Linked DNA regions of Mus musculus: region 1 is linked to region 2. A link is a contact called in public Hi-C data. All regions are on one chromosome and are shown on one strand. The core of a region is the stretch at or near the end of the contact, and the rest is flanking DNA. Distances in the headings are between cores, read along the strand shown. Region 1 overlaps Robo1 (roundabout guidance receptor 1). Region 2 has its middle 12 kb from the start of 8030451O07Rik.

Region 1 (2,700 bases), core at 144-2,643, 750 kb after region 2:
AAATAGATGTCAATTGACATATTTACTTGGATGTTCGTTGATTACACATATACATTTTTCATACGTGAACCACTCTGTAACTAGAGTGACAATCCATGACTCACTTCATTACACTGTTCCAATTCTTGCACTCTCTCTACTAGAGCCTGATATGTCTCTTGCATAATTCCAGTGTAAGGTATTAGACACTGTTTTGAAATCTGCCTTACAATCTGTAGGTTTAGATTTTACCTATCAATGGGCCATATGTGTTGATACAAACTAAAGCGTTCCATTAGTATGTTACACCCATTGGTGAACCCTCTGTGGATTTGTTTTCTGGGCCTGGACCTATGAAAGTGGTTTAATGAAATCTTATATTTCCAGCTCTGATTGACATATGAGCTTTTGTAGAGTACATGAGAATGTCTGGCCTTTGGGAGTTCCCTAAGCACATCCGTGACTACTGTTTCATCTCAGTATCCACTGGGTGCTCCTGAGCTGGTTCCAACAAGTACGATGCCCTCATTTTATAGATTTAAAGATGTGGAGACGCTCAGTGTAAAAAGCATCCCTGCAAATGTAAGGACCAGAGTGTGGATCCTCAGGACCCATGTAAAAGCCCCCTGCAGTCCCCGCACTCAGGAGGCAGTGACAGAGGACCCCGGGGGAGGTTGGGTACCTAGCCTAGCCTGTATTGGGATGCTCCTGATTAACCAAGACACTTTGACCTGATAAATAACATGGAAAGCAATGAGGGAAGAGACCAGATTCAACCTTTGCTCTCTCCATGCATGTTCATGCTCATTAAGGACACAAGGACACACACTACACATATACACAAGCCAGCGACACAGAAAACTGGGGATTAAGAAACTAACCACAAGACACATGGCAGATGTTGGGAGTGTCTTTCTATTGCTTTGTTTTTGTTATCCCCACAGTAAAAATGGTGCAGACATAACTGACAGCAAGAAAACCCATCAGTAAACCGGGTTAGGGTAGAATTGGGGAAGTATACCTGATACTGTATAAAGCAACTCTGGGCAATCAGACCTAAGTTATAATAGACCCCTGACATTTGATGGCTTCTAAATATAGCAATAGTACCAAATGTCAGCCATGTTAGCGCTAGACATAATGATAATCAATTGGAGTGAAGCCCTCTGTTGCTAATTCAATTAATGTCTGGAAATATGTATCCGTACTGATAATCAGTGGAACATAGGTGGTCTTATAAATGCCCAGTGGATTTACCAGGAAGAATCTGCAATTTGATTTTAGCAAGCCTCCGTATATATTACAGAGAGGATGTTTAAAAGCCCGAGTAAAGGAATTGTTGGCTTCCTTTTCCCTTCAGTGTGGTATCGAAAACACTTCTGCCAAGCTTATAAATTCAGCTTTCTCCTTTCCTCGCTCTACTGGCAAACTTCACACCAGGAAAGATGGCAAGGAAGAGAACTGGAAGCGTGGGGTGCAAGCACATAGCCGCTGATTTCACTTAATTGCTTTCTTTTTATGGGAATGCATAAAACTAATAATTATTGCATGATAAACGAGGAACAAATTGAAGTGTGACTCCAGCTTGTGAAAATCTTTGGTGCATAAAACTTTGAACATGACACATCCAGATTCGCAAATTAATGCATCCAAAATTTAGCTCCTCTGGCAGCCAGACTCCTTCAGTCAGACAACTTGTTAGAATTCTCTCTCATATATTTGCATCTTTTTTTCTTTCTTAAACTCTGACATCCAGAATTTTAAAGCTTAATAATTGAAAACAATTTCCTGAAATTAAACAAACAACTTGAATTCATTTTAAAGAAATCTAAGCATGCTAAGTATGCTAAGCTGTCTCAATCAGGAGATGGGAACGTTTTTCTAATTTTGTGCTTCTTTCTCTATACTTGTGTTAGAGTCTCAATAAAATAGTGACTTTAAGACATAACAGTTTTCAAGTGTTTTACATTTTACAATAATTTTATTCAATTAAAATAAAATTTTTCTTCTTTAGTCCTTTTTCACTAGGTTTAAGTTATTATTAAAAACAGTCTTGCTATGTGGTGGTGCCTTTAATCCCAGTACTTGTGAGGCAAAGACAGATGGATCTCCAGGTTTGAGGCCAGCCTGGTCAACGTAGTGAGTGCCAAGACAGCCAGGGCAACACAGAGAAACCCTGTCTTGAAAAATGGATGGGTGGGTGGGTGGGTGGGTGGATGCATGGATGGATGGATGGATGGATGGATGGATGGATAGATAGATAGATAGATAGATAGATAGATAGATAGATAGATAGATAGATAGATAGATAGACTGACCTAAGGTTTTATGAGTGCTATGTCTCTGTGTGTGCACATATGCTTCTTTGTGCTTTTTCTTTTACTCTAACATTTATTTGTCTCTGTCCTGGCTTATCCTTTTATTTGCCTGTTTTATAAATCAAAGAAGGAAGAAGGCATGGAGTTGTATGGATGGGGAGGTGGGGTGGATCTAGGAGAAGAAGGGTAAATTGTAAGCTAAATATATGGTATGGGAAAGAGTATATTTTCAATTAAAAGAAAACACACACTATTGACTGAATGCATTTGCCATGTGTGTTTATTCTAAGCATGTGTGCCAAGCTTGGATATCAAACTCACGTATCTCTCTGGATTAGCCACCAGCAATACGATATTGAGTAACTTTCCAGTAACTCTGAAACTATTATAGCGTGATGATGCT
Region 2 (2,740 bases), core at 182-2,681:
CTGGCAGCAAACATCCAGAGTATCTGGCTGTTATAAACTTTATGCTTCTTTTATTATTATTATTACATAATTTTATTTACATTTCAAATGTTATCCCCTTTCCTAGTTTCCCCTCCGAAACACCCCCCATTGCTTCCCTCCTCTCCCTGCTCATCAACCCACCCACTCCTGCTTCCTGGCCCTGGCATTCTCCTGTACTTGGGAATAGAGCCTTCATACCTTATTGATGACCAACTAGACCATCCTCTGCTACATATGGAGCTGCAGCCATGAGTTCCACCATGTGTTTTCTTTGGTAGGTTGTTTAGTCCCAGGGAGTTCTGGGGGTACTGTTTTGTTCACGTTTGAAGTTCCTCCTACTGGGCTGCAAACTCCTTCAACTCCTTGGGTTCTTGTCAGGCCTAGATGTCAAACTTGTTTTTGGAAATGTGTCACTTGGTGTTGGCCACTCCACAGTCACTTATTCTGACCAGTTTTGTATCTCTGGAATAGTCTCCACCTTTGGCAAAAGGAAGACTTTGGAAGAGTATTAAGTGCTACACTCATCAATTAATCATGTATAAATTAATGGTTTCTGAGAAAAGACCAACAGCTTCCTGTAGGGATGAGTTGGCCCAGAGGTTGCCTTATCTATTCCAAGTGGGAATCCTGAACACATGTACCTAACAGTGACACGAAATAGACTCACGTGTGTGTATGTGTGTGTGTGTGTGTGTGTGTGTGTGTTTGATGTATCATTATGGCTAACATGTAATAATATTTAAAGAAGGAATTATTAATTTGGTAGGAGACACAAGAGGTTGAAAGAGAAGAGGAGTAATTTTCATACAATTTCTCACGTTTGAAGTTCTAAAAAAAAAAATTACATACCTCTTAGCCAGAGATGATTTATAAAATTTTACACATCCTTTAGAGGGAACATTCCACACTTAAAACATTTCAAGGCAATAACTGTATTAACTTTCATTAAGCTGGGCATCATTCCAGTGAGCACTGAATCTAAGTTTTTTTATATATCATTTTGCGTGTGTAAATAATATAGCACTAATGATATTTTGTAAATATTTGTCCATCTATATGATTGGAAAATTCCAAGAGGTTATTAGACTATCTCAAATGGAATTTGAAAAAAAAACTCAAAAAATAAGCCACTGAAGACACAAACTCTTAACAGTTAAAGGAATGTGTGTGAACAGCCACAGAGAGCCTTGCTGGTTGAGGGGAAATTTGCATCTTCACAATAAGTGTTATATGAAAAGCAGAGCCCTTTTCACATGCTAGCTCAGCTATTGAAGTTATTCTTATCTCCTATCTGGACTACTGCCTAGTAAGAATAGGAAATTCTTCATTCATTTTACCAATTATATCTGCCATGTGCAGGCAATGCAGAGCCTTGGCGAACATTCAGACAGCCTGCGGATTGAATTTGTTGGTAGAGGACACTCAGCATTGTTCAGCAGTGCAGGAAGCTGGGCTGGCTTTAATAATACATGAGGGCTGCTTTGGACGATTTTTCAGGCTCTTGTGTTGACTGCATGCATGCTGCTATGAGCCATGAAGTCTGCCCACTTCAGGCTCTGTTAAGAAAAGAAACTCAGCACAGAAGGCTTGTGGAAATTTGTGTTTTATTGGCCAGATCAACCTCTCCAAATCAAACCTATTTTAAAATTGAAAGCATAACATTGGCCAAACATTTATTTGAGCTTCATAGATTCATGTCTTTGCAACATTCGATGTGGAAATATTGTAAAGTGTATAGGTCCAGTCCTTAGAATTTTGTCAAATAGTAAAACACTTGTTTTACAGAGGGGGTACATTAAAAAATGTAGACATGATGAGATTCTTTTCTTTAGATTCAATAAAAATCCAGTGAGTGTGTCATCTGTAATATTAAACTGCATATATAATGATGCATTCATTTTAGTTTCTTTGTTTGAATTTATATCTAGTGCTGAGAAGTATTTATGTAGAAGACAAAGGACTTCAACCACTGAATTAAAAATCATTATAGGTTCTTTATATCATACACAGTCTGATGTCTGTGTGTCTGTCTATGTTTCTGTCTGTTTTTCTGTCTGTCTCTATTTCTCTCTGTCTCTGTCTCTCTGTCTCTCTGTCTCTCTGTCTCTCTCTGTCTCTCTGTCTCTCTGTCTCTCTGTCTCTCTCTCTCTCTCTCTCTCTCTCTCTCTCACACACACACACACACACACACACAGAGGGGGTGAAAGATAGGGGATTCTTCTAATCCATTTAAATGAGTCATGTAGATTGTGGACCCTAATATTTAGCCAAAGATATGACATGTAAGTAAAAATGACAAAAGAAAAATATTGTAGTGTACAAACAAAACTTACAATGGGTTCATAAACCATAGCTCATCTTCTAATGTTTAATTTTTGCAAAAAGCTTTAACAGAATAATGCTATATCTAAATTCTTTAAGAAATACCTGGACAACAGACTGTACTCAATACTACAAGAATATCAGAGAGGTGGAAATAGCATACACACTCACTCACAAACACACATACACACACACAAACACACACACGGAGTCTTAGTTCTGAGCAAAATGTCCTGGTTGGAACTGAGGCCACTGAGTAAAACTACTTAGTTCCATTCTTTCTTTTGTCCAGACAAGTTGCACAATTTGTCAGTGAGTGCATCAGCTTGGGGCCCTCCCATTCTTCTCCCCCCCCCCCGACCCCCCAGGCAGCCTACATTTCACACTCTTCTCCATA

What was found. Hi-C and Micro-C count contacts between places; a contact is called where the count stands out from the background.
Region 1: a Hi-C map of cortical neurons shows a contact between it and region 2, with 5 times the contacts expected there. The contact joins two enhancer-like sites. A contact is called at or near these places in 1 of 15 datasets of contacts at CTCF or cohesin (pro-B cells), 84 of 484 Hi-C or Micro-C datasets (3T3-L1-derived adipocytes, the AML12 cell line, the AtT-20 cell line and 53 more), 3 of 115 datasets of contacts at active chromatin or transcription factors (astrocytes, embryonic basal ganglia and embryonic hindbrain) and 1 of 9 other capture datasets (adipose tissue).

The regions. Positions count from the first base shown.
Region 1 is chr16:72,966,213-72,968,912 of GRCm38.p6, forward strand. All of the region lies in intron 8 of Robo1 (roundabout guidance receptor 1), which reads left to right. Among named protein-coding and RNA genes, the nearest start is that of Gm52247, 8.0 kb to the left of the region's middle. Within about 2 kb of position 1,394, at least 1 of the 459 cell types and tissues checked has an H3K27ac peak or open chromatin away from gene starts, as enhancers often do. A contact at or near this core is called in cortical neurons, where this site is marked.
Region 2 is chr16:72,220,865-72,223,604 of GRCm38.p6, forward strand. It overlaps a transcript of Robo1 not described here. Among named protein-coding and RNA genes, the nearest start is that of 8030451O07Rik, 12 kb to the right of the region's middle. Within about 2 kb of position 1,432, at least 26 of the 459 cell types and tissues checked have an H3K27ac peak or open chromatin away from gene starts, as enhancers often do. A contact at or near this core is called in cortical neurons, where this site is marked.